Linked DNA regions of Cricetulus griseus: region 2 is linked to region 1. Evidence: chromatin contacts called from public Hi-C data. All regions are on one chromosome and are shown on one strand. The core of a region is the stretch at or near the end of the contact, and the rest is flanking DNA. Distances in the headings are between cores, read along the strand shown. Region 1 holds the start of Ublcp1 (ubiquitin-like domain-containing CTD phosphatase 1). Region 2 overlaps Rnf145 (RING finger protein 145).

Region 1 (5,175 bases), core at 1,201-3,700:
GCACACTAGGGTTCTTTTGACAATTAAATCAACTAACATTTCTAACTCACAGAGTACCTGGGAAGCACTATATAAGTCTTAATTAAATAAATTTAAATCCAAAAGTTTATTATGTTTCAGGCCATCCTAGACAATATACATTTATGTATTTTATATTTTACAAATTGACCAGATGTACAAAGATCACCTCATCTGATAAAGCTGTCTGATAAGAATATCCCCCCTTTCCCATTATGGAAATAGTTATACTCTACCCATGAGCACCTAACTGGTGTAGGTTTTCTGACTAAATCTCAACACATTGTTTAGCAAAACTGTTTAACTCAAAGTGGATCTACAAGAGTTAAAGAATAAATTTCAGTTTAAAAAAACAAGCAAACCTGTTCATATAGATCCAACCACAAAAATGTTACATGGCAGCTGTTATTCTCCTTAACAACTAAATGCAGCTTGCTTGTCCCATAAAGCTTTCAACATTTATAAACTCATTTCCTTGATAGGTCAAAGAACTGAGTTTCCTAATCTCAGACTATTGGCATTTTGCAAAGCTTTCATGCACACGATGAAGCATTTGATGGCACTACTCATGCAATCACTACAACCAACTGCTAGAGAAGGCAAATTTTAAGTGACAAATGGCAAAAACCTAACTTGGAAAGTCTGTTATCGTGCTCATAATAAAAGATTAACAAATCCCTATTCACATTGGCTTATGCGTTTCCCTTTAGAGTCACATTTACATTTACTCATGTTAATAATGTTCTACAGAAAATTTGCAGCAAGCCTACTAACTAGGGAAATAAATGCCACTTATGGCAGAATCTGCCCCCAAAAGTGCTATGACCTTGAATAAAAAGGCATGGGGGCCAAAGTGCAATAATTCACACGTTATTTTTCTGTAAGGCACAGAGTTAGGAAGACATCCAGCACTAATTTGTGCTGTGATGGGCAGAGTAGAGCTTGGAGACCCAAGAGAGTGTTCTCAACTAGTGGTTCCCAACCAAGAGCACTGACCTAACTGGAAAGGACTTCTTGGAAGCACATCAGAAGTTAAAGGAAAGGGACCAAATATTGTGCATTTTAACCAGTCTTATTCTACCACCTCTGAAGCATGCTGAAGTCTGAGCATGCCATTCCTCTAGGCTCTTCCATGTTACCAGCTTTAGAAAACACTGCCAATGGCACTCTATGTGATTAACAAAACAGCACTATTTCATAACGAACTTCTGCCACAAATGGTAACTACAAGTTGGTGAATGCCCTAAAAATCCGGGCATAGAAAACACAAAGATTATACAAACTTTTACCACTTAAGTTCCTACAACTTTTTTAAAAAAAATTCTGAATCTTATTTCATCACTACTGAGAATCATGCAGGGCGTAAACACATGAGCATTTTTATATTTTTTTCTTATACAATTCTAATAGTTTATTACATAAATCCCCGAAGGAGGATGGCAATCAAACTCAGAAGTACATTTTTGCGGGATATGTAAAGAATATACATTTAAATCGGAGTTCTGCCTAACATCCTGCATTGGCTTTGCCTAGTCAATTCTTATCTCTGGCCTTCAGCCTGCCAAACCCTAGGATGAGTCAATTCGAATTTACGTGTTTTAATAAACGATGACACCTGAAGACACTCTGTAAGCTGCAAGATGGATGAACCGTGAGAGAAGAGCATGCTAACCATCGTAACTATCTCAACTGATCTTCACAATCCTGAACTAACAACTGCCCTCACTATACAGACTAGAAACCTGCAAAATAAATCACAGCGACGCGCCCAACACCGCATAACTAAAAGCAGCTTAAAGGCGGCAATTTCAAAAGTAGCAGTGTGAACTTGTCATTAAGCCTGGCAAAAGTGAGCGTGTGGTGGTGGTCTCCGGGCCCGGGTACAGGCCAGCAGCAGCCGCGCGGAATGCAACTGGGACGGGCCCGGGAGAGCATCTGAAGGTAGGCAGAGACCCAGAAACAAGCTGCCCGGGATGCCTTCAACAACCACCTTGAGGAAAGGGCGAGGCAGACGCAGCAAGAGGGAGGAATGAGGCCTGAGGGACTCAGAACATTCTAGGGTGTGGGAAGCCTTGGGATCAGGTGAGAAGGCCGGATGCGAAGGCGGCGGCCACGACCCGCAGCGCGCCGGGACAGGGGCCTCTGGGCGCCGGGCGGGACAGTCGCGGTCCCAGCCCGCCCGGCCCGCAGCGAAACAAACCACAAAGCGCATGCAGTTCAGTGGCATCCCCCAGCCGCAGCGTCGCCTTCACAGGCAGGCGTGCCAGCGAATCCCGCGTCCTCTCACCTGGAGCGCGGCGGAACCAGCCACAGCAGACGCAAAAGCCGGCCGCAGCGGAACCTACGGAGACCGGAAGTAAGGGGAGGGGCCGGAACCGGCGAGCGGAAATGTGTGGTTGAAACCGGAAATGTGCTGTAGGGGGACAAAGCAGCATTTTGTTTGGTTTCTCTTCAAATGCTAAGCCCGGGGATCCCCGGCCAAGAATCTCCAAGGAGTGGCAAGAAAGCCGAAGTCTTTTCCAGACTGTGACCTCTGTAAAAGGGACCCCCGGTTCCTGGGTGGCCGCCGGTCATTCTGCGCATGCTCCGAGCCCGGGTGGGCGCTTCGGCCTTGTGACGTGTGTTTTCGCCAAAACCGATCTGTGTGCGTCGTGCGGCAATGTCATGTATCGAATGAAGACGAGCAGGTGACTTTTGAGAACTTAAAACAAGACCTTTCCATAGACCCAAGGAGCCAGTAATAATGTAATTTCGGGGCCTTCGGATTGTACCCATTCGAGAGGAAAACTGTGTCCGGAAAGAGAAAGGGCAGGCCAAAGTGACCCAGACACTCAAGGAACAAAAGTCTGTGTGACGCCTGAGATCCAGAATGGTGTATCGGTTCAGAACCCCACCCACTCATACTGCTAATTTTCTTTACAAGATAGAAATACATGTTACAGAGTTCCAAAACACCGAGAGACCAGATTCGACTTAAATCATAATTAGCCAAATTTTTATCTTTAAGCTGCCGCTGTCCTTAGTTTCCGTGAGCTAAAAGGAGAAGAGGGCTTTTAAAGCAGGTTACAATTACTTCATCCCTGTGTAATTTGCAGCTCTATGAGGAATTGCCTCACTGTCTGTGCATAACGATAAACAGTTTACAGAAACCAGAGCAAGCAGTTAATCATGTCATAGCAGTTTTACACTTCTGGGGAGGGGGCAAAGAGTCACAGTTGCAGGAGCTTGCCTTTTAGGAATTTAAAACGGGTACCTCCTTAAAATAACGTTTTCCTTAGCCTTCACATACAAAGTAGTCTATCTGAGCCCCTTCGGTTGTCTCATGCCTGTAATCCCAGCATTTGGGAGGCTTGGGCAGTAGGATAGTCTGTAAATGTGAAGCCATCCTGGACATAGAGAATTCTAGTTCCAGTCCTGGGGTACAAAATGAAAATGCCTCAGACAGAAAGAAGCCTCAACAGGGCAGAACCCTTCTGGTCCATGCAAGAAATTCCCAGTATCACTTGTTTACAAACAAGAACAACAAAAAGCCTTAAAAAACAAATTGAAGAATGTTAAATCATTAATCCTTAGATAGGTATATATGATACTTTATAAAACTGTGATTTTGAATTCAATCCCAGAGACCCACAAGGTAGAGCCAACTCTTGAAAGTTGTCCTTTGACTTCACGTGCTGTGACACACACAAAGACACAAGCACAAAAATTAATGTACTTTTAAAATTATAAAAACACAAAACTAAAATGTTTTTTAAACTGGTTTCTTTAAAAAAGGGAAGGGGAATGAAAAAAAATAATGTCCATATGTGTGTCTTTTTAATCAACAGATATATATATATATATATATATATATATATCTTGGGCTTGTTAGAAATAAAACAACTAAATTTTGTGTCTTAGCCATTCTTTAAAAGATTTTGTTTATGTGTATGAGTGTTTTGCCTTTGTGTATATATGTTCACCACATCCGTGCCTAGTAAGGAGAGGGTTTCACATCCCCTGGAACTGGAGTTAAGGATAGTTGTGACTCCCCACATGAATGCTGGGAACCAAAGCTGTGTTCTTTGCAAGAATTATGGCTCCAGTCCCATCTCAAGGGCTTTAACCCAACATCTCTTCCTTGCTGTGTGTGTGTGTACCTGCCTCCTTGCCTTTTATTTATTATTATTTTGCCTGCAATTGCCATGCTAAAAAATGACTAGGATCTTCCCTTCAGGACAGATTCCACAGGCTCTCAACTAAGCCTGGCAAATTACATCTTTTCTCTGTTCTGCTTGCTTTCCCAAAAACAACCACTTAAAACTTCCACTCCCCTCAGACTTCAAACCTTCAATTACTCCCTTGTTCTAGGTAGGTGGCATTGTTCCAGAAGTTTGGAGTTCCCCTTCAAGCCTTTTCAAATCTATAATCTAAGCCCTGTGCGCCCCCATCTTCACTTTTTTTATTTCTGAATGAATTGAGACAGTTCCCTTCTACCCGAAGCAGTTAACTTCAGTGGTTATGCCTGAAAATATCTTACATGCTTCATATAATATGTGTATGTATATACAGTTTGTATGTGATTTTTAAAAAAAACAAAAAACAAAGGTTTGTTTTGTTTTAGACAAGATCTCACTATGCATATCAGGCTAGCCTGGAACTTATGAACTCCTTACCCTCACCTCCTAAGTGCTGCAATTACAGGCATGTGCCATCATATTTGTGTACATTTTAAAAACAAACATAATAATAGATTCTCAAGAGTTGCAAAAAAAGGTCAAGTGCATTCCTTACTCTTTTGTCTTAGTAATTACATCTTCTCTCTCTACGTGTAGTTCATTGGTTGTGCATATAGTTTTCTATCCCTTTATCCTATGTAGGTATATAGTCACAACTTGAGTCAAGACCCAGAACTGTCCCATCATCATACATGTCACCTGTGCTAATCTGTTACTCTTGAAACCACCCCTATTCCTCTGAATCCCCAGCCAGATGTTCAGACAATGAAAGCATACAATATAAGCCCTCTAAAATTGTAGCAGGGTCCCAGACCTTAACACAATTGACACCATGATGGAAGTACTATTCAGGCCATAAGTCTAAGCATGTATAGACAGTACCACCTACCGAAACAAAAACAGAGACCTAATCTATCAGAGTCCATTGTTCTGGCAAAGT
Region 2 (5,175 bases), core at 904-3,403, 67 kb after region 1:
CTAGTTAGCCAGTTTGTTCCCTCCCCCTTTGCCTGGGATTATAGTTGGTCCCCTAACTGTCTGTCTTATCTTGCATGGCAGTGCTTTGTGTTCCAAGCCATCTCTGCATTCTCTTTCCCAGTGTCCCTTTCTCCATCCCCTTTCCTCCTTTCCCATTCCCCCTTCTTCATTCCCTCCATCTCTGTCTTTGTGTTATAAATTAGAGCTAACTGGAAGCAGGAGTGTTATTGTCAGTCTAGGGTGCACTGAAGGTGCATGTAAGTTGGACTTGGAGATATTTTTTAGCCCGAATCTTCATTTCAGTTCTACACTTTGGGTGCAGTGCTGATCTAGCCAGAAGAGCATCTGCATAGTGGTTTCCCTGTGAGTTGAGCCCTCTCACCACAATCAGTTTCACTTCTGACAAGCTCAGCTTAGCTCAGCTGGTTCCACAGAGGAGTCTACTACCTACTTCTGGGCCTGGCTGTCTCACCAAGGTGGACTTGCTGGCCAGCCAGGTGCATTCTGCAGGTCTGTCCTGAGAAAGACAGACGGATGAAGGTGAAGGAAGGTAAAGAGCCTAGGGAAGATGCTGTGTTCTGGAGTAGGATGGTTGACAGGCAGGGGTTAGGTTGGCCTGGAGCAGGGATGATGGCAGTATTTGTGGAGAGCCACTACCTAGAGTTCTAGAAGGTGGCAGTACAGGCAGCAGCAGGAGGGACTTGGTCAGAGTGTTGTCACGACCCTAAGACTGATTATCTGCTGGGATATAGACCTCCTTTAGTGGACTTAGCTGTGTGGAGTAATGCATATACAGAGCATGGAAAAGAAGGAAAGCAATGAAAAGGACTAGTAGAAAAGGGTTTAAGATCAAAGGGGTGTAGTATATATAGACTTGGCTTTTATAGTAACGTGTGAAGAGAGGAGTAAAACAAGTGTTACTTATGCTAACGTAAAAGGGGGACAGAACCCAGCCAGATGAAAAGCAACCTGGTGGTGTGGAAGATGGAAAAGATGGATGCATGTATAGAGCTATGCATCAGCTTAAGAATTCAGTTCTGATAAGTATTGGATCCCCAGTTACTGAGTTCCTCCACTGAAGTAATAAGCCAAATCAAATCAAATTAATAAATCCAGATTTAATAAACAGAGCAAAGCATAGTACTCGCCATGACTCCTGGGGAAGGCAGGAGGGAGCTAGGCCTTAAATAGCCTATGGGAATGATCTTATGCATCTCGGGGAAGGAGCAGCTGATATTGGGCTTTCTTAGGGGCAGGGTCTCAAATAGGAGGAGTGGCACTGGGTGGAGCTTCCCAAGATTCTGTAGAGTTGTAACTAACTAATTGTGAGAGTAGTGTTGCTTATAGCCCAGCAGGGTGTTGGCAGCATACATATACAATAGTTTCTGTTTGGGTTACAGTTTTTTTTTCCTGGCTAGACAAACATTCTACTACTGAGTTATGTCCCTAGCATCTCCTTAGACATTTAGTTATGCGATATTAGAATTTAAGATGAGGAAAGTCGAAGGGAAGCCTTTAAGAAGGTGAACTAAAAGAAAGCATTCAAATAGTGCTGAGCCCCTGACATTCCAGAACAGCAGAGTCAGATGTTCTAAAGATGTTCTAGAAGATACTGTTGAGTCTGCAGTTGTGCCATAAAATGTGGGTAACAGTGACACATCCAACAGGGCTCTCTCCTCTCCACCATCTCCATAGGCTCCTGGATTTGAGCTCATGGGACCCATGAGGAGCCTCGTGTGCTGATTTTGCTTTTCTGTTGATGTGGCATTCACGTGGCAGAATGCTTCGTGTACTCATTGCTTTACCCAATCCCCAAACATTTTCATTACATCAGAATAAAACCCAAGGCTCCTCAAGCAGCACCCTACTTCCACTTTTCTTGCTGTGTTACAGTATCCTGGTAAAAAGCAACCTGGGAGGGAAGGGGTTGTTTTTCTGGCCTACAGTCCTGTCATGGGAAAGTCCGAGCAGTAGTGCAGAACACCGAGTCTGCACTCAAGAGCAGGGAGTACAAACGTATGGACCCTTGCTGGCTTCCTTAGTCCCAGCCAGCTTTCTCTGAAGTTCCGGCCCCGCCCCTGGAATAGGAGTTGTCTCATTCTGGGTGGGTCTTCCCAGTCATCAGTCAGGCAGTCTCCACTGTACATGTCTCTGTACATTGTATCAGTTCTTCCAAAGCTGCATTTCTTGCCAAAATTCTCTTCCCTCAGGCCAGTCTGTTCTAGACAAGCCCTTAATTGAGACTGCCTTTTTAGGTGATTCTAGGTTGTGGTACATTTGACATTTAAAACCACAGGCGGTTAAGTTCATATCCCCACACTCATATCCCCTTCCCACACACACTAACCCAAACCCTGGCAACCTGTAGTCTGCTTTCTGTCCGTGGGTTTTCCCTGTCCCCTGTGCCCTATGTACAGACTGTGCTGTGGCTACAAGGAAAAAGTTGGACTTCAGTGGACCTGGCAATGCCAAGATTCAGTCATTTCTTTTAGATAGACTTTGTTGCTTTAGTATCATTTCGTAGGCGCTGTATTAATGGTGTCTATATGCCTGTTATTTCTCTTCTACCCTAGGACTATATAAAGTTGTTATGTGATGATTAGCCATAACAATCAGAACTTTGTGTTATTTGCAGAGAACACATTTGTGCCTCTATATCAGACCCTGGTTCACACTGTAGAATGTTACTTAGCCTTTACCAGGTGCCAGTCATGCTCTCTCCTCCCCAGGTGAGAAAGCCAGCATGACAAAAGTGTCCCCTTAGCCAATTGATCCTGATTAACAAATGCTGACTAAAACCTTCCCTCTTGAGCAGGTTTTTTCTTTGAGTGTAAATGTGAGTAATCAGTCATGTGTTAGAGACAGTCATCAGAAGGTGCCAAGAGACAATTGCTTCATGACTGCAGCCTTAGGTGCTGTCGTTTTAAACATTCCCTGAACGGTTTCTATTCTTTAAAAGAAAAAAAAAGTTAAATTTTGAATTTTTGGCAGCCCTCTACTGCTTAGTTATGTAAAGCTCATTCCAAACTGACAGTGCTATGCTGAAGGCATTCAGCCTGATTAGCCCAACAGGAAGTAATGCCTTGGAAAAAGTAAATATAGAATTCTAGTTTGCTCAGAAATACTAGAAACATTGAAAGTATTTTAAAGTACAGAGCATAAAGCATTCAACAGTTGAGGCAAACAGGGAAGAATCATTTTTCCATAAACTTCCTTTCTTCAATATAAAAATTCCAAGCGACTCTCTTGTTGCAGTCCCAGTGGACTTACCAGATAGGCAATATTCTCCCCTTTTGTGCTTCTGGCCTCTGTTTTCCAAATGTAAACAGTTCATTTCTGCCCCATACTGAAGGAATTAGCTGTGGGCAGGGCTATTTGATGTGATATGGTACCTCTTTAGAAGTGGAGGTGCTGGTGCTGGAGAGAGCTCAGACGCTAAGATGGCTACTCTTGCTGAGGACTGACATTGGGTTCCTTGCACTCCCACCTTTAACTCCAGCTCCAGGGGATCTGATGCCATCTCCTGGCCTCCACAGGCCGTGCACTGGTGTACATATACCCACACATGGATGTATACATAGACTGAAAACAAAAAACAAAGCCCGTTAGAATGTAGATACTACATTTTTCTCTTCTTAGATATTTTCCTTGGATATTAAAATTTTTATCATAGGTTCTTTATAGTTTTGAAAGAATGGCTGTGAAGGGTTTTCCTGTTGTGAAGCAGCTTTCTAGCTAGTTTGTTGTTTTCTGTATAGCTAATGGAATAGGTGGGGATAGACCTTGGAGGAAATAAGACAGAGGTGCTGATGGAAGCAAACCAGATGAGGAATTTACTGTACTGTCTATCATTAGACATTTTCTGTTCCTTAGTTTTGAGAGAGGATGTCTCCACTGGTTTTTTTTACTGGGTGTCAAATATTGAGTAAGGTGATGGGAAAAAGAAAACTCCCACAAACTACATCTTCAGGAACAATTTCTGCAGAGTCAAATGCAGTGCTGGTAAACTGTCTCTTCCCATTGCATGGAAGATGAGATGAAGCCTATCCCTGTATGCAATTCTTTGTATCTAAAGTCTTTTTCGCATGTTGAAAGAGAAGTGGTAAGATGAGTTTTTATGAGAGTAGGTGACTGAGCTACCTCTCCCTCATGCAGTACATTCTTCTTACTGTTTTTATTCAGGGACTATGTTAGGAGTGAACTGGAGTCTGCCTATGAAGGACCAATGTATTTAGAACCTCTCTCCCTGAATCGCTTTACCACAGCCTTAATAGGTAAGTATTGTTAAGATTTAAAGGTATTGGTTTTACCATCTAATGAGAAAACATTGATTCATAGTCATTTAAAACATAATTTAAAAATTCAGATTTGTTTATTACTCTCCCTATAAAGTCACTGTTTTGTTTGGGGGCTTTTGTTTGTATTTAGGGGATTTTGCTCCTTTTGTTTTGGTTTGGTTGTTCAGACTGGGTCCTGCTGTGTAATGGGGATGGGGGGTGGGGTGGGGGTGGGTCCAGACTTCTCCCTCCACTTCCCTCAGACTCCTGATCGTCCTCCCTCTGCTTCCCTGATCCTGTTTTCATAGGCAAGTGATGCCACATCCCCCTTTGACTCTGACTTTGTACTTTTACTTTCTTTCTCCCTTCCCTCCTTTCCCTACTCCTTTGCCCGCCCCCCACCTGCCCTTTATTTCTGGCAGTGCCTCATGTGGCCCAGACTGGCTTTGAACTCATCATGTAGCCAAGGATGAACTTGAACTGCTGCTTCCCCTCCTGAGGGCTGGGGTTTTATCACTGCTGGGGCTTGAACCCAGGGATTTATATGTGTTTATGTTAGAAACAAAGAATAATTGTCTTGTACAAAGGAACATATGAACAAAAATAAAAGATGCTGGACAAGCAATTATTTGCAGAAAGTGTGGGACAGAAACCAGATCTGGCTAGCAAGCATGAGGTATGCTGGGGCAGGAAGTTCACTTGGATTTTATTTTAACTCAGGTGGCGACTGTCTTTTCCCCATTGGCTGGAGTCTGACTCAGTCTTTCGAAATTGGCTAGTTTTAAAAGGGTAAGGGGTCAGGAATCCGTGCTTCAGGTTACTGGAATGCAGCTTTTTTAGTAAACAAAAATTTTGTCATGTGGAGAGAAAAAAAGGTTTGCATGATTGGTGGGAAATT

The links. A called contact is a pair of places that touch in the nucleus more often than the background predicts.
Region 2: a contact with region 1 is called in a Hi-C map of fibroblasts, with 2.9 times the contacts expected there. The contact joins the enhancer-like site here to the promoter of Ublcp1 in region 1. A contact is called at or near these places in 2 of 8 Hi-C or Micro-C datasets (the CHO-K1 cell line and fibroblasts).

What each region holds. Positions count from the first base shown.
Region 1 is chr7:59,100,703-59,105,877 of CriGri-PICRH-1.0, forward strand. It overlaps Ublcp1 (ubiquitin-like domain-containing CTD phosphatase 1), which reads right to left and starts at 2,451. Exons shown (of 10, transcript XM_027425263.2): 1 at 2,306-2,451.
Region 2 is chr7:59,168,123-59,173,297 of CriGri-PICRH-1.0, forward strand. It overlaps Rnf145 (RING finger protein 145), which reads left to right. Exons shown (of 11, transcript XM_027425265.2): 4 at 4,183-4,274. Among named protein-coding and RNA genes, the nearest start is that of Rnf145, 23 kb to the left of the region's middle. Within about 2 kb of position 2,154, at least 2 of the 6 cell types and tissues checked have open chromatin away from gene starts, as enhancers often do. A contact at or near this core is called in the CHO-K1 cell line and fibroblasts, where this site is marked.